6 separate regions of the Mus musculus genome follow, and all the other regions are linked to region 1. A link is a contact called in public Hi-C, Micro-C and promoter capture Hi-C data. All regions are on one chromosome and are shown on one strand. The core of a region is the stretch at or near the end of the contact, and the rest is flanking DNA. Distances in the headings are between cores, read along the strand shown. Region 1 holds the start of Patl1 (protein associated with topoisomerase II homolog 1 (yeast)). Region 2 holds the start of Tmem258 (transmembrane protein 258). Region 3 holds the start of Lrrc10b (leucine rich repeat containing 10B). Region 4 holds the start of Cpsf7 (cleavage and polyadenylation specific factor 7). Region 5 holds the start of Tmem138 (transmembrane protein 138). Region 6 holds the start of Prpf19 (pre-mRNA processing factor 19).

Evidence for each region. Promoter capture Hi-C pulls out the DNA fragments that hold promoters and counts their contacts. A called contact is a pair of places that touch in the nucleus more often than the background predicts. Capture Hi-C pulls out chosen DNA fragments and counts their contacts.
Region 2: a promoter capture Hi-C map of liver shows a contact between it and region 1, with 3 times the contacts expected there. A contact is called at or near these places in 5 of 39 promoter capture datasets (hippocampal neurons, liver, maxillary cranial neural crest and 2 more), 1 of 484 Hi-C or Micro-C datasets (CD8 T cells), 1 of 130 datasets of targeted methods (thymic regulatory T cells) and 1 of 9 other capture datasets (liver).
Region 3: a Micro-C map of embryonic stem cells shows a contact between it and region 1, with 6 times the contacts expected there. A contact is called at or near these places in 1 of 39 promoter capture datasets (pre-B cells) and 1 of 484 Hi-C or Micro-C datasets (embryonic stem cells).
Region 4: a contact with region 1 is called in a Hi-C map of CD4 T cells, with 4 times the contacts expected there. A contact is called at or near these places in 4 of 39 promoter capture datasets (hippocampal neurons, liver and pre-B cells), 1 of 484 Hi-C or Micro-C datasets (CD4 T cells) and 2 of 9 other capture datasets (adipose tissue and liver).
Region 5: a contact with region 1 is called in a promoter capture Hi-C map of liver, with 4 times the contacts expected there. A contact is called at or near these places in 5 of 39 promoter capture datasets (embryonic stem cells, hippocampal neurons, liver and 1 more), 1 of 130 datasets of targeted methods (regulatory T cells) and 2 of 9 other capture datasets (adipose tissue and liver).
Region 6: a contact with region 1 is called in a promoter capture Hi-C map of liver, with 3 times the contacts expected there. A contact is called at or near these places in 6 of 39 promoter capture datasets (cranial neural crest, hippocampal neurons, liver and 2 more), 3 of 130 datasets of targeted methods (embryonic forebrain, extraembryonic endoderm stem cells and pancreatic cancer cells) and 2 of 9 other capture datasets (liver and pancreatic islet).

Annotation. Positions count from the first base shown.
Region 1 is chr19:11,911,048-11,913,759 of GRCm38.p6, forward strand. It overlaps Patl1 (protein associated with topoisomerase II homolog 1 (yeast)), which reads left to right and starts at 1,352. Exons shown (of 19, transcript NM_172635.3): 1 at 1,352-1,530. The coding sequence starts at 1,516. Gm31092 (a long non-coding RNA gene) reads right to left here and starts at 1,360. Exons shown (of 2, transcript XR_386559.3): 1 at 1,049-1,360.
Region 2 is chr19:10,202,805-10,205,516 of GRCm38.p6, forward strand. Tmem258 (transmembrane protein 258) reads left to right here and starts at 1,398. Exons shown (of 4, transcript NM_026919.1): 1 at 1,398-1,460. The coding sequence starts at 1,458. It overlaps Fen1 (flap structure specific endonuclease 1), which reads right to left and starts at 1,589. Exons shown (of 3, transcript NM_007999.6): 1 at 1,291-1,589; 2 at 884-1,215.
Region 3 is chr19:10,456,079-10,458,790 of GRCm38.p6, forward strand. It overlaps Lrrc10b (leucine rich repeat containing 10B), which reads right to left and starts at 1,369. Exons shown (of 1, transcript NM_001111140.2): 1 at 1-1,369. The coding sequence starts at 1,237. The coding sequence ends at 359.
Region 4 is chr19:10,523,844-10,526,555 of GRCm38.p6, forward strand. It overlaps Cpsf7 (cleavage and polyadenylation specific factor 7), which reads left to right and starts at 1,401. Exons shown (of 10, transcript NM_172302.3): 1 at 1,401-1,484; 2 at 2,109-2,217. The coding sequence starts at 2,164. Sdhaf2 (succinate dehydrogenase complex assembly factor 2) reads right to left here and starts at 1,366. Exons shown (of 4, transcript NM_025333.4): 1 at 1,216-1,366. The coding sequence starts at 1,251.
Region 5 is chr19:10,576,066-10,578,777 of GRCm38.p6, forward strand. It overlaps Tmem138 (transmembrane protein 138), which reads right to left and starts at 1,321. Exons shown (of 5, transcript NM_028411.4): 1 at 1,019-1,321. Cyb561a3 (cytochrome b561 family, member A3) reads left to right here and starts at 1,092. Exons shown (of 8, transcript NM_201351.2): 1 at 1,092-2,018.
Region 6 is chr19:10,893,834-10,896,545 of GRCm38.p6, forward strand. It overlaps Prpf19 (pre-mRNA processing factor 19), which reads left to right and starts at 1,398. Exons shown (of 16, transcript NM_134129.4): 1 at 1,398-1,635. The coding sequence starts at 1,617.

The DNA of each region.
Region 1 (2,712 bases), core at 102-2,601:
AACCTGTTACCTCACAAATGAAAGTTTGTTTCATAACTCTTGAAAATTACTTATTAGCTTACCTTGCCTTCTCTTCAAGAGTCAATTCTATTTGCTCTTAAGTGATCAGATTTGGGGATTCAGATATCTTAGCTGCCAACTTTGCAACAGTTTCCGGTGGGCAGCTTAAGGCTATCTACTTCTCTCTAACCTCCAGGTTCCTTATCTAGAGAGCAGAGAATGTAACTATTCGATTACTACTTAGTGAGGTAGATATAATTTTACCCATTTTACGAAAGAAAACCTGAAGGGTCAGATGTTTAGAAAGACATGCCCAGTTTCACGCAGCAGTGAAAAAACACGTTTCCCAATCCAGAACTTCTATTTTCAAATCCAATGCTTATAGTAAACTAGTTGATTAATCCAGTCACGCTAACAGTAACGTGTTAAGGAATTAAAGTTCACCATTCATTCCCAGGTGAGACAACCGCCTGAGTGACACTCGTGAGGCAGAGGCAGGCGGATCTCTGCGAGGACAGCCTAGTCTACAGAGTGAATAACAAGACAGCCAAGGCTACACAGAGAAACCCTGGCTCAAAAATAAAATAAAAAATAAGACACCCTCTCAAACGGTCTCGCTACAGGCAATAAAGCACCAAAGCAGCAGACTTCTAGAACCAGGGTGCTGAGGCGGAAGCTGAACAAACTCCGCTGGGCTTCATCCTCAGCGGAAATGGCTGTCCACAGCGCCCAAGCTCACCGACCTTGCTGCGGTGACCCCAGCCCCAAGGCTGCGCGGCCCGTTAGGGCTCTCCCGCTTTCCAACGGGGTGAAGGGCCTGGCATCTAAAAATATCACCTTAGATAATCCTTGTTAAATGTGCCTTCGTCTTTTTCCTAAAACCAAACGCTGTCAACACTTTGGCCTCTATCAATCACAGCCTTGGCCTCCCGACTGATTCAGCCAGCGACCTGTCCCTTTCCAAGAATACTGACTTGCCATACTAGTCCCCCCTCACAGACCAAGTCAAGGCACCCCGAGGAGGACACTGGACGTTAAATGAAATCACCCAAGAATAAATCCCCGATGTTCTCTGCTGAGACGCTTCGGGGGTCGCATCCTGTGACATTCACAAGGCTTTTCTCCGCCCAATCAGTGACGGGAACCTCGTGACTCAAAAGCACTGCGCAACTGTGCAGTTAGGAAAACGGAGGAGGAGCCGCAAGCCGGGGCTCTCTGGGTCATCCCTCTCCGACGGCCCGCGCGTGCGCAGTGTCTCGCCTAGGGATCTCTTTCCCGCCGCTCACACTAGGAAGCCAAACGCCAAATCTGTCCCCGCGCAGCTGCCGCCGCCGGGGCGCCCGCCCAGCCCGAGGCGCGCCTGCGCACGTCCCCACGCACGCTCCGGCGTACGGCGGCGGCCAGGGGTCGCGAGCCGGTGGGAGACCCGCGCGCGCGGAGCAGCCCGGGGAGTCGGCGCTTCTTTTCCCTCCCTCCCCCCACTCCCCTCCCCGCTCCCTTCCCCCCTCCCCAAGAATGTTCCGCTACGAGGTGAGTGGCTGCGACCGGAAGTGACCCCTCCCTCGCCCGCGCGCCCCTTTTTTTTTCCTCTGCTCGCCCGTCGCGCGGGTCTTGTGCGGCTGAGGAGGGGGCAGGGCGCGGGCGGCTGGGAACCCCGCTTCGGCCGCGAGGCTCGGGTGCGGCCCGCAGCGCACCGCGGAGGGGCGGGACTGGCGAGAGCCGGCCGCTGGTTTGCGGCGGGGAGAGCCCGTTAAGTGCGGTAACCTGACCCTTGGCTTGCGCCTCTGCTCGCGGAGCTGCCTTGGAGACCTGCATGGCTCCTACCCGGTGGTTTTTCCTGAGGCAGAATCCCCGGGGAATGCCCACGGAAGCGTTTCCCGCCCTGCCCCCGGAACCCCTTCACCCGGATTACACACAGCCCTGTGCACGCGGGCTGCCGTCAGGTGGAGGGGCAGGGACTGGTCCTCGGGCTGAGACTTCAGTCGGCTTGGAAAGAAGGCTGGGAGTGGGGAGGGGGGCGTGTCCCGCAGAAGTTCCTTCTAGGAGAAGGGAGAAAAAGTGTGGGTTTGGCGACGTTGTTTGGAGAACGGAGCTGTTTGCTGACCGTCTCTTACTGCTGTGTGACCTTGAGCAACTCCTACTCTTGGGGCCAAACAGACTCCGGATTTGTAGTTTAAGGACTGAGCTAGGGAAATCCTTACCGAGTCATCCTGATTTGGTCCAGTAGATGATTGCCATTTCATAGAGAGTTGCTAGAAGTTGCTTCTGGTGTGGAGGCAGTTGCAGGGCTGGCTCTTTAGGGGGAGGAAGATTGGGTAGAAACGGCCCCTAAAAGTTCCCAGGTAAGTTATATCACAAGCTGTTCCCCTAGAGTGTGGAATTCCAATTTGGAATCTTTAAACATTGGAAACAGTAGAAAGCTTGAGCTTACACTTGTGACTCAACTCACTTTTTGTAAACATGAGGAGAGATGATGAGATACTGTGAATAGAAGTTGCCAGAAGCAAAGAAAACTTAGTAAACTGAATAAATCTGTATTGGGATAAGTGATTGAAATTAGGATATACCAAGCTTGTCTAGTGATTTTTACTCCCTGGAGACTGCGGCAAGAGAATCAGGAGTTCTAAGCCAGACTGTACCTAGAGAAATAGTAACTAAAACAAAATAAATTAGAGCATACCCAAGATGTGATGGGGATTCTAGTTTTTGTTC
Region 2 (2,712 bases), core at 148-2,647, 1.7 Mb before region 1:
TTCTCTCTTTGGTCTTCTTCCTGCCCTCCTTCCTTACTTCTTCCTGGTTCGTATTACTGTGGTTCCTCTAAGAATACAAGCAGCAAAAACTCAGTCTTAAGGCTAAAGACTGTAGCTCTCCCTGGTACAGTGGCTTGCCTAGCATGCATGGAGTCCCATGTTGAATCCTCAGACCAGAAATCAAATAAAAAACTCATCCTTGAATCTGGTATTCTGTGTGTGGGTATAACAATGGGGACTGAGCTAGAGCCCTCACTCCTGCTAGCAAGTGCTCTACATCTTCAAGATTGTGTAACACAAGTCACTTCTGAGTTGTTAAATAAGAATGAATAACCATTTCTGCCTTGCAGAACCGGTCAACCAAAAACCCAGATGGAATACACACATCACCAGATGCCGTGCCATGTTCCCTAGTCAACCATATGGTTCACACCTCACTTACTACGTTGCTAGAATGAATACAGGCTATTACCACCCATCATGTCACACAGAGGGAAACCTGTTCTGTCCTGATAGTCTCAGTCCCGCCTCCACAGGACCTTCCAGATAGCAAAGCCTTAAATGAAATGGCTGCAGGCAGGATAAAAACACACCTAGTTCCCCTGCTCCCCACTCCCCAGAGGCCTACTGATTAATCACCGTATTAACTGGGCCCCACTGTTCTACGGAGTCTTCCAGACTTCCCTTCACCAGAAATGTCCTTGGGGCTTTTCCAACACCTGCCTCAGTCAGAAATACAAGAAAGCACTGTCTCTGGATGTCAGCAGAACATGAACCCATTTCCTTATTAAAGGCACAGAACTTCCCCGCTCCATACTCCTCACAAGGGCCCTAGGATGAACACGCTCTGGTCTCTGAGTCCTCACTGGAAGGAGGGTACTACCTTCTTCCTACCGGCGAAGAGGAATGTTCGGAGCAGAGCGAATGGCCCAAGCCCGGGCTGCCCGGTGCTGTTCCCGCGGCTCTGCCGCTTTCAGAGACGCTTCCGCGAGACCTCACCCCGTCTCGAGTGCACGAGCCTTAAGCAGCTAGCAGTGGTTTGGAGTCCACAGCGTTCTCTGGACAGTCCCGAGCCCGTTCTTTCAGTATCGTTCCCAGCTTCGCCGCCTTCCAAAGCCCGCGCTCTCGTCACGTGATCTGCCAGGCGCGAACAGCCTCCTGGGAAATGTAGTGTATGCCCCACCAGGTCCGATAGCAGCTTTCATAGTGGGCGTTCTTTCTGGGGAAAAAATGAATTAAAACCTAAACTTCACACCACCCTTTCCCACAGTCCGACTCCATGCTACTCACAGCAGGTCCGCATAGTCCTAGTTCCCGTTACTCCTGAGAACATGGGACTACAAGTCCCACAATGCCACGCGCAAGGGACCACATCCTTTTCCTGTTGCTCAGTGCGCTTGCTCCTGCCGACGTGTTCTTCCGGTGGCGGATCGGTGGTTTATCCTGTGCGGGGCAAAATGGTGAGATGATGGGAGTTAACGGACAGTGCTGTGGCCAGGACCTAGGGCTCTTGTGTGCCCGGTCCTCACCGCGTTCTTCCGCGGAGGCCTCAGTATGGAGTGCCCGGTGGGTGGGACGCCGCTGAAACTCTAGTTTGAGTTAGGGACGGGAAAGCAAGCCCCTTACCGTGTATTCCTCAGGCTGAGGTTTCCATCACAATGTGCTTATGATGTTGTTGACTATAATTCTGAAGGTCACAGGGTGCACTTTGAAAACCTTCGCGTTTTTATTTTTCTTTCTTATGATCAGTTATCTCTATCTGGAAGGATTCCCTTGCTGAAATCTTACTTATCCCGCAAGGCCCTTGTATAAATACCATTTCCTGGTAAAACACTTGTAACTCTCATAGGTACTTGTCTTGTCTTCTGGGAGCTCTCAGTCTGTACACACCTCTTGCCACGTTTCCTGGACTTCTTTTTTTTAATCTGCCACGCCTCCTAGTGACCACCATCTGACGTGCATCTAGTTCTGGGATGATGTCTATTCGTCTTTGTATTCCTGTTGCCCAACACTGGGCCTGCATTTGGAGGTTCCATAAATGGCAGCGATTGTCCTTGGCTCTTTTAGGGGGGAAGGGGGACATAATTGTTTACTGAATTGAATTCCTGTGTCTCCTAGAACAATGGGCTCAGTCTACTTCTCTGGAGTTGTTATGTTCTGGACTTTAGAAACATTGGCAAGAAAGTGACAATGGAAGTTAACATTTGTACAGAACTTTACGTTTATAGCCCTTTCACAGGGATTATCTCATCGTCTTCTCTGCAACTTTAGGAAGGAAACAAATACCTATTGAGCAGTTACTCTGTGCCGGGCAGTAAACTAGATGTGTCAACATTCATCTTTCTCCAATCATGCATCAGCCCTGTGACACAAACAGTGTTATAACTACTTAACTCAGACTGAGGATTCAGTAGGGCCAGAATTATCCCAATTGTCTTCTGCCAGGAGATCCCCGTGGCTCCCCCCTAAGGCAATGAAAAGCAGTACTCCTACATTAGAATTTGAGCTGTCTGTACTAGTGTAGGCTCCGGCTTCCTGTACAAATTAACGGCTTAGAGTCTGGACACAGATCCAAAAGCAGTGGGAATTGTGGGCAAGCGTTTTTCTTTAGGTGTCTTCCCCCAGACAGATCCATGACTTACATAGTGATCATTAGCTAGAAACCCCTAAGAGCCATTATCCTCTGACTCTTAGCTGCTCTTATCTCACTGA
Region 3 (2,712 bases), core at 119-2,618, 1.5 Mb before region 1:
ATCCAAACCCCAAGTGAAAGTTATAGATGCCCTGACATCCAGAGTCAGAGTAGGGATGATTCTACGGATAAGTGATGGCCCTGGTTCCAGGTGAGAACCGGTTCATCTGTCGTGCCATCAGTGGCTCTATCCCAGACTTCTTGGTCTGAAAACTGCCCAGAGGTCAGCCCAGGGACTCTTTCTTACTGCCTAGTACTGTCTGAAGATGGCCTCAGGCCTGCCTGTGCCGGGCAGCTCATTCAATGATGCTCCTTCACTGCCCCAAGTAAGAGGCCCAGCAACACCGTATATCCAAACAACCACAACCTCGCAGAGTCCCTTCTTCCAGAGTAGCCAACCCATCACTCAGGGAAGAGGCTCAGGTGCCCAATCCTGGAGGAGCTTCCAAGGCTCGGAGGCTGTCCCTGGTGGGCCCCAGAGCCCTGGGTCCTGCGCCTCCTATGAGTAGGTCTTCTTCCTCCTCATCATCAAAGGCCCGGGTTGGACGCCGGGCTGGCTGCCGCGGAATGGGTTCGTCGCGCTCAGCCATGCGCTCGACGGCTCCCTCGCCCACTAGGAAAACGGTGTCTGCCACCCGCGGGGGTCCAGTGACTGGGTTGTGGTCGTAGGAGAAAACTCGGAGCGCACGAAGCGGGTGCAGGTCGGGGAAGCCGCCCAGGCGGTTGCGGTCGAGGTCTAGGATGTGCAGCCGGCCCATGCGCAACAGCGCGGGCGGGAACTCTTCGAAGCGATTGCCGTAGAGCCAGAGGCCACGCAAGCCGGTCATGCGCGGCAGCTCGGCGGGCAGCGCGCGCAGCCGGTTGTCGCCCATCTGCAGCGATTGCAGCGCCACCAGGCGCAACAACGGCCGCGGAAAGCGCCGCAGGAAGTTGCCTTCGATCCAGAGGCAGCGCAGGCTCTGCAGCTGCGCAAAGTCGGGTGGCAGCGCCAGCAGACGGTTGCCGCCCAGGTAGAGGCGCGTGAGGCGCGGTAGGCGACACAGGCCGTCGGGCAGGCGCTCCAGCTTGTTGAAGTCGAGCGCCAGGATGCGCAGCTCGCGCAGCTCCTCGATCTCCTCGGGAAGCTCGCGCAGCCCGGTGCCGCTCACATACAGCTTCTGCAAGCGGCTCAATGCGCACACGGCGCTAGGCAGCCGCCGCAACCGCCGCCCGCTCAGCTCCAGCTGCTGCTCGCCGCTGCGCAGCTGCTCCTCGGCGTCCGACGGCAGCTCGTCCGGCGTGGACTCTGCGATGCCCATGGTCACGGGCCCCGGCCCGGGACGCCGCTGCCACCACCCGGCATCGCCACGCCCTGGCCGCCCCGACGGGGCCCGGGCCGCTCCGGCCTCGGGGGCCCCCCGCCCCGGCCTGCCTGTGTGCCGGGAGGGGGGCCGTGCCGAGCCGAGAGGAGGCGCCCGCCTGGGCCCCGCCGCCCCGCACCGCGTTCGGCCACCCGCCCTTCGGCCTCCCCCGCTGCCTCCGCCGGAGGCCGACTGGCTGGAGTTCGAGCTGACTTGCAGCTTAGCGACCCGTCGCCCTGGCAACCCCCGACGCGCGTGCGGCTGCCAATAGGCAAAGGGAGGGCGGGGTGGGGCGGGGCCAAGGAGGACCGTGAGAAGGGTCCTGAAGCTGAAGCTGGTCCCTGGATAGCTAGCCTATCCGTGAGCCAGCCTGAGCCCAGGCGGCGGCTGAGCGCAAACCCGGCACAGGGCTAGTTAGCGCTGAGCCCCGACGTCCGACGCTGTCTAAACTTGCCGCAGCAGGCCATTTGGTTGGTGTAGCTGTGTGTGCTTCAGGGAAAATGGGTCCAGAAGGAAGAAACCTGGGACTGAAAAAAGGGAGGAGGGATACTGGAGTAGTACCTGAAGGCGAAGTCACTTACTTTACCCCTCCACCCCCGACGTCCAGCGGCGTGCGGCCAGTCTCCCAGTTGGGGTCACTTCAGGATAGTAACTCGGAACAATGTTATGTTCTGGTCTTTTTTAGATCTGAGGATTTGTGGGACTATGCTTGGCTCCGCCCTCCCCGGATTCCGCCCATTGCTGGTGCTCTAGCACCCGCTCATACCCAAGCCCCTCCGAGAACACCCAAGGTCTATGTGTGGCCATGGTGGGCAGAGGACTGGGACAAGCGCCTACCTTTGAGTGGCACCGACAACAATCATCTTGGTTCTATGACTCGGCTGCTCTCACTAGCCTCCTCCCTTTTCTCTCTGCCAGAGCTCCACGTGTCTGTCACTTTGCCAAAAGCTACTTCCCATACTTTAAAAAAGAGGCATTGAGCAAGGCTCAAAGACATTAAGCTTTGGTTGACCAGAAAAGCTGGCGTTTGAAGCCAGGCAGTGTGACTCAAGAACCCAACTCCTAAGCATACACCTTCCCAGTAAAAGAAAACACAGCATTCCACCCACCCCTCCAGCGAGTTTTTCCTCAACAGAGTCTCTGACTCACAATGCAAAAACTAAGAAAGGAATTATTAATCCCACAGAAATGAGGAGGAAAGCGGCCTCCTGAGATTAGAAAAACCTGCTTGAGGGTTATACAAGGGACAAGAGGTTGTACCGTGAGCGCTCAGTCAACAGACCACTTTCTCCTCCCTGCCCCACTCCCACCTTCTCTAGGACCTAGCTGTCAGAACTTAGTGTCCTCCAATCCATCCATACTGCCATGGAAGTTTGAAATTAGGACAGTGGAAGGAGGACACATTGGTTTACCTCTATAATCCCAGCTGATCA
Region 4 (2,712 bases), core at 151-2,650, 1.4 Mb before region 1:
CAACTTGCAACACTAACCAGCATACTCTAAGAAGTCCAGTAGCCACTGAGAATAAGAGAGCAGAGCAACCAGCTGGTCATGGTGCCTCATGACTGTAATCCACGCACTTGAGAGGCTAGATCAGAACTACTATGAAGCTGAGGAGTTTTAGTACCTAAAAAACAGGGTAGCAAGGAAGGAGGAGGGAACACTGAACAACTTAAAAGAGTGTTAACAAAACTACAGCATTGCAGAAACACCGACACACTTAAAACACCCTCCTCTGGCCTTCATGGGCACCTACACACATAGTATGCATAAACTCACAAAGGCAGATAAACACATGTACATACTTTTTTAGTCTAAAAAAAAGAATAAGAAAAGAAAATGCGATTGCCTAGCAGGCAAGGCTCTGGGTTTGGTGCTTAGCACAAACAACAAAATTGTCATATGTGATATAAAGAATATTACATAGTATTAAGGAGTTAGCAGTAAAGTATAATAATCATAAATATATGTGGATCTAATAGAGCACTCAAATATATGGAAGAGACACTTGACAGAACTGGTGGGGGAACACAACAGATTTTAATGCCACATTTTAATAAGGAATAGAATATATAGATGTCGGAATCAATACTAGACAACCAGAACAATACTAATTTAAGAATATTTAACTGAGATATACAGGCATTCCACACAAGAGATCATACATTCCTCTCAAATGTACAGATAATTATGCCCAGGAGATCACAAGTTGTCAAAAAACATGTCTTGATAAGTTTAAGATAAACCATACCAACTAGCTTTCAACACTACTGGAATAAAAACGGAAAATTCTCAAACATTTAAAACCAAGATGAGACAGGAGAATTACGAATTTGAGGCCAGCCTGAGTAACAAATTAAAACCGGCTTTTAAAAGGGAGACGGGGGAAGAAGCTCAAGAAAAGCTAGGAGGCTTTCGGGGGAGGTTCGGTAACTGTTCCTGGTATGCGTTGAGTCTCACACGGTGACTGGCCACCTAACCACATATTACCCAGTATTCTCACTCGAGCACACCGTGGGCTCAGGAAAGAATGGAAAATTCCCTGCATGATCGGCTCCAGCCTGCGCCTCGCCTTGAGGGGACCATTCCCTGGTCTGTGGGGTAGGTGAACTCTCCCTACAGTCTCCACGGCACAGAGGAGGACGAAACAGTCTTAGCTGCAGCCCGCCCCGAACCCGGCTCTCTCACCCGCGCCAGCGTCGGGATCAAGGTGACCACCGCCATCTCTCTCTTATAGCACAGTAAGCTGGCAACCGGGCCACTTCCGGGAATTCCGGGCGGTCGATCTGAGGACTTCAGCGGAGGTGGACCCCAAGCCGGAAGGCGCAACCGAGCGTATGGCGGAAGTAGCGGTGCGTGTGACGCCGCCGGTGGGGGGGGGGCGGGACCTGGGGCGGAGAGCGGTTCGCGCGCTTCGGGCCTAGTCGGGACTCTCCGCGGCCGCCGCCATATTCCCGGTAACGGGGGCGCGCGGCCCGGGGCCGGCGGGGCCGGAAGGAGGGCGGGGGCCGGCGCCGCGGAAGGGAGGGGGTCGGTTGGGGTGGCGGCGGCGGAAGACAGCGGGTGGAGGGAAGCGCGGGCCTCTGAGGGAGGGGCTGAGGTCCTGGAGCTGTGGGAGGGAGCAGGGCAGGCCTAGCCTAGGGCGAGGACAGGGCCCCGTTGGTGTGGAGGCGGCGGGAGCTTCCGGGCCCGCGGGGGCTCCGGCTTGGGACGCCCCCTGGGCCTAGCAGGTGCGACGGGCTGAGCTTGCGGCGTTCGCCGCGGTGGTTCACAGCGCGGCCTGAGGGCCCTCTCAGGAGTCGAGGCCCGGACTTGGCGGTGGCGCCATAGGCAACTACGGGCGCCGACTCGGAGCACCTCGGGTCGGGCCCGCGGGTGATGGGCAGCGAGCTCCGCGAGCCCGAGCGGCCTGGGAGAGCTGGGGGCGGCGCGAGGCTGGGGGCGGGGCAGAGCGGGTGGGGCCAGGCTCCCGGCCGCCGGGATGCTGCGTCTTGGGAGACTAGAGCTTGTTGACCCTTGCCCTCCTCCCAGCCTGGGACCCTTGTGCCTTAAAATTTTTTACCCTTTTCTGAATACCGTAGTGGCATCTTTCTTACTTTGTCGGTTCTCCGGGCTCGAGAGCGTATTTCCGGAGCCATGTCAGAAGGAGTGGATTTGATTGATATATACGCTGATGAAGAGTTCAATCAGGTGAGAGGAATTAGCAGCAGTTTTGGGGTTTCTTCCATCAATCTACTGGCAGTGGTTTCTCTCTCAGCTCAAAATAATTCCCTGTAATATCGAAGCGTTTCCCCCTAGCGGTGGCTTTGAAGACGACTGACCATTCCTCTTTAGGTTAATTTGAACCTCCAGGCTTCAATTTTAAAGGGCTTGCTTTAAGAGCAAATAAAAACCCAAGTGTAATAGTATGGTGAATCAGCCTGTGGAATTCTTTCCCCAAGTCATTTCAAAGTTGAATGACTAACCATAATTAAAAATGAAAATTACATTTGTTGTAGTACTGCGGAGATAATTTCGATGCTTGTTACTTTGCTGTTCTCTCAACTTGTGGCTCGAGCATGTTGGTCCCTCCCCCTGCTTGGTCCCCTCCCAATGGTGTACCATGAAATTACTTTAAAAGCCACAGTATACCAACTGCTTTAAAGGTGGAATTCCAGTGCCACTCCAAGTGTTTCAGTCTTTTTA
Region 5 (2,712 bases), core at 71-2,570, 1.3 Mb before region 1:
GACAGCCTGGTCACATAATAGTAGTAATGGTAGTAAATAAAACCCTTATATATTTCATGCAACACTCTAGGAACTGTTTCAATCACAGATGTTATTAAAATCTTATAATAACCTCATAAGGTAGAAAATCAATTCTTATTTCCCTCAATTCCTAGATGAGAAAACTGAGGCTCAGCAAAGGTAACTAATTAGACCAAGATTCCACAGCTGGTAGGTGGCAGAGTGGTATTCTAAGAGGCACTATACAACCAGCCTATTTCATAATTTATAGAGTGCTATCTAAGTAGGTGAGAAATATGTCCTCATAGAAATGGACAGTGTCACATACAGAAGGAGTTGAGAAGACAAAGTACTCTCCTAGAGGAACTTTATAAAGGTTATGACAGAAACACTGAGGCAGCAAGTGAGGGGAGCATATTTATAACTTTACTTGATCCCTGGACTTGAAAAGCAGCCATTTTAGTGCATATAACCCTCATTTTGCAAAGGTTCTGAGGGGTCCGGAACCCGTCCACCTTCCGCGGTGGAAAAGCCCCGTGGTTTTCTTTTCTTTTCTTTCTCTCTCTCTCTCTCTCTCTCTCTCTCTCTCTCTCTTTAAATATATGAATGTAACTTCTCTGGGCTTGAGTTTTCACACAATATCTCTCTAGGTACCAGCGCCATGATAATCTTGTTAACCAAGAGAATTTACTTTAATCCTCATAACAATCTGCAAGGTAGGAAAGAATTATCCCCTGGCTATAGGCAAGGACGCATAAATAGAGTCATTTCCTCCAGCTCGCAAATGAGTAGAGTCAAACGCACCACTTGGTAAGGCTCTACCAAGGGCATCCGTTAGGCAGAAACGCCCCTCGCTCTGGCTACGCGGTCGAGCACCCTCCAGTTTAACACGGTTTTCCTCACCAGTCCCAATCCGCTCACAGACCGAAAGGCCTCGGCAAAAGACTCATAGCAAAAGCAATAGCAACACAAAATTCTGACTTCCAGCCACTCTATGATCCCCAGCATCTACACGCACCTCAAGGAACCGACGTCGGTTGTCATGGGAACACTCGCTCGGCTTCCGGAAGCTGGCTTTAAATTCCGGAAGTAGATTGCTAATTGCCCGCCATGTTAGGGTCTTTGCTTTCTCAGGCTCTCCCTGTGACCGGTTCTTCTATCTTGCCTCGCTGAGGGCCGACCCTAGCGTGAGGTTGTTAACCCCAGCATTTCACCTGTCTCTGGACGGGGTCTGTGGTTAGAGACAAGGCTGATAGGACGCAGCGCTCCTAGGAATCGGACCGCTCAGGAACGCGCCCCTTAGCTTGCAAACCCCATTTCCCAGACGCCCCAGCTCACCCCCGGAAGTGGCCGAGCCTATAAAAATCTCACTTAGCGCCCTCTGTAGCGGATGCCGTGGTCTGCAGACTTGCTGGAAAGTCAGTTCTCCGAGGTTCAAGAGGAGCCTAGGGAGTGGCAGCTCTCGCTGACCGGCGGGTCCCAGAGACCTGCCCCCAAGGTGTCCCACTGTGTGGCTAAGGGTGGGATAGAACCCGGGCTGGGAGAGCCGGGTTATGGGTTCCAGTGGTGGTTCCGCCGCTTCCTTGCTTCGCTCTGTCTTACCTCGGCGTTCAGCCTATTTTTCCTCGTAAGAATTGGACACTTTTCCGTGCCCCTTCCATACCGCAGGTGGTGTTCGTAGAGGCTCTCACGCTTTTCAAAAGGCGTCTCATCTAAGACTTGCTAGAACCAACCTGACTAAAGGAGTCACCGTCATACCCCCCTTGCACCTGGAGTAAATCTGACTGTCCGAAGGACGAAGGACCGGTCTGTGAGCACTTGTGCTAAGGTGGACTTTATTCACACTCCTGAGTGGAATATTATTTGTCACTCACTCCTGAGTCCTGCCGTTTGGAGGGGCTGCCTTTGGAAATGAGTTCTGGGAACTGAACACAGGAACTGGGTGCCTGTACCAGGCTTGCCATTTGCCTGACCGAGTTACTCTTCTTTGGATCCCGGCGCTGCAGTACTTTTGAATTGTAAGATGCAGGTTTATAGGATTTGCACTCTAAATCTGGTCCCCAGAATTCTTAGTGTCCCTCCGTCTTTGAGGAGGAAACAACTAACTCTGCCCTTTGGTCTTTTTGTTTGTAGCTCTAACTTCTAAAAGTAACTGTGTTTGGAGTACAGCCTTTTCCTGAGAGTAATGGAAGGTTCACTTCTTAACCCAGGGACTGATTCTGTTTTAGCTCAGCCTATGAGAATCCTTTAGCCAGTGAATTGAGGAAAACATTAAATAGAGGTTCGGTACACTTCTTAAATCAAGGTAGATAAACTACACCCCATACATCTAACCCTGAGTGGCTTTTACATATTTAAACTATTGGGGCAGAGGGATCATATTGTGTGAAATGTGAAAATCATGTAAAACTTAGACATCAGTGTCTGTGGTGTTAACGAGGCACAGCCATGCTCATTTGTTGAGATACCCTTCCTGGCTACTCTTATATTACACCAGCCAAGAATGAATATAGTTGTGACAGAGGCTTCAAGCCCAAACAGCCTAAAGAGTCTGTGGACTCCCTCCTTGAGCATGGGGCTCAGCCAAGCAAGGACAGGAGACCCGGCAGTGGTGAGCATGTCTGGTGTCTTAGTACAAACTGCTCTCTCAGTGCAAGTGAGAGCGTAGTCTCAGCCTTTGCCTGCGTTCTTTTCCTTGCTTTTGCTATTTTA
Region 6 (2,712 bases), core at 148-2,647, 1.0 Mb before region 1:
AGAAGGTTAGAAAGCTAGTTTTAATTTGCTACCATAGAACTCCATTATGACTGATACCATTTTAGTTTATTTACTTACTCTCAATGTGCCACCAGGCCTAGCCTATTTATTTATTTTACTGTGTGTGCTTGTGTGTGTGTGTGTGTGGGGGGGGTGTCTTGGGGACTGAACTCGGGTATCAGGCTTGGTAGCCGATCTGGTCCGGTCTTTAGTAGAGAAAACAAAAGAAGTTGGCAGGAGGCAGGGAACTGTTATTATAACAAAACACCTGAGGTAGGCTACTTTAAAGAAAAGAGGGTTCTCCTTGCTCAAATTTCTAGAAGCACAAGGTTCAAAGAGAATGACGTGGGCAATGTCTAGGGCCTCTTCCTTGCTGGTGTCACATTGCCATGGAAGTCAACTGGTTCATTTGTGCCTGTTCACTCTTTCTTTCCCTATATGAACTCCACCAGGATTCTTGTAATGTCTTATTCTAAAGATCCCACCTCTACATTCCACAGTTAAGCTAGATAGTAATGACACACACCTTTGATTTCAGCACTCAAAAGGCAGAGACAGGAAGATCTTTGAGTTTGAGGCCAGCCTTATCTGCAGACTGAGTTCCAGGACAGCCAGGGCTACACACACACACACACACACACACACACACACACACACACAAACCCAGTCTCAAAAAAACAAAAACAAAACCACAGAAAAACACCATAGTCGTGCTAACTTTCCACTCTTACTGTTTGGTTGCTTATTGAGACATGTTCTCTCTACACAGCTCTGACTGCCCTGGATTGGAGCTCACTATATAACCAGGTTGGACTTGTACTCCGAGATCTGCCTGCCTCTGAAGCCCAGTGCCTGTGTTTAAAGACTTCTGCAAACACACCCATCAAATTTCCATTCTTTTAAACGTACACATAAGACGCTGGGAACTAAATTCCCTTGAGTTTACAAAACAGACTATATTTAAAACGTAGCAGGCAACGAAGTCATTGGCTTGCCCATATTTCCAGAGCAAGAATTTAGGCAGTGTTAGTTTCTTTACTCATTTGTGCTTTATTTACAGGGTCACATTGTTTCTCAAAAGCCGGCCAAGGAACACAGGTCTCCGAATCATGCCTACAGACTCTCTAAGGCAGACTCTAGGAATCTGCACTTTTACAAGCTCCTGAAAAATCTGTCTTGCACACGACCATTTCAAAGACTAGTGTTCCCTAGGTGACAGCAGCTCCATCTAAAAAAAAAAAAAAAAAAAAGAGCCTTGGCGGTCCCCGCAGCCTCATGGGAAATGTAGTTTCTTCTCTCCTTCCCGCCTCAGGCCTCTTGGAGCGCTCGCCGGAAGAAGCCGAGCCAATGCGGAAACAGCCGAGTGTTTCGAGGCGGGCCTTTTCCTGCTCGGTTGCATGCTGGGAAAGGGCAGTTTCCGTTAGCTGCAGAAGGCTGAGGCGCGCCACCGGCCACCTCCCCACGTGAAGCAGTTGTGCGAGCATCGCCACGCTGGGCAGCTGTCTACCCGCGTCCGAGCGCTCCGGAAGCGGCGGGGGACCGGAAGTGGCCCGCGGAGGCTGCAGAGAACCGGGAACCCTCTGTGAGGCGACTGGCAGCAGCGCTACGACGGCGCCATGTCCCTGATCTGCTCGAGTGAGTGCTGGCTGCGGCGGGAGGCGGGAGCGTGTGTGGCCCCTGTGGCTCGGGCCCTGGAGCTCCCGGCCCTGCGTGCAGGGTGCATTTGCGCAGGGCTGCGCAATTCACGTAGCTGGGAAGAATGACTGTCTCAGGGGTCTTTTGAAACCGGCGTCGTTTTACAGAGCTGAGACAGGCCTGAGCAGAAGTGGGGGGGAGGAGCTGGTGCAGTGAAAAACAGCTCTTGGTGTCAAAAAACCCGAGGACATGCCCAGGATCCGCCTCCAATTGTGATCTGGGCTCTAGCGGGTTTGGGCCTCAGTTTCCCCATCTGCAAAATTGAAAGCATTGCAGTGGGCATTGCTTGGGAAACCTCGCTTAGGAATCGGACTTTCCGATTTGCAGAGATCACGCAGTGACTTCGAGACAGGGCTGGAAGCCAGGTGTCTGGCTTCTAGCCTCGCGCAGTATGACTAATGAAAACAGCGAATGTTTAGAAAACCTGTATTGATTTACGATGCATTTCCAAACGGTGATCTCATTTTATGCTTACAAGAATTGTCTGAAGGGAAATAAAGATCCGTGAGTTACAGAGGGTGTCGGAAGTCTTGAAGAATGGGTTTACCTAGGGGTGTGCGAGGAAGCTAAGCAGTGGAGCTTGGCTCTTTGAGCCTGGATCCATGGTTTTCCCGTGCACTATGCTGTCCTGTCTTGGGGTGTTGTATTACGGCATTGCGGGTGTTCTCCCATATTGTTTACCACGTTACTAGATTCCTCGCCTTCTCTATTTCCCTCTCAGAACGTTGCCATTAGTTCAAAGAAGGAAAAGGAGGAGGGAAATGACAAGCAGAAAAGGAAATCTCATACTAGAGAAATTGCAGTTTGCAAAGTATTTACAAACGATTTGTTTTCTTTCCATCTTTGAGACCACACTCTTACGTGCCCAGGGCTATCCTTCCTCTGGTAGAAGAGGGAAAGCTCCCAGAAAGCTTTAGTCGTCGAGTAGTGTGATAAACCAACAGAATAGGACAGGAAGGCCGTGTACAAGATACGGGTTTTAAATATGGCACAAATCCATACTTAATAACACATGCA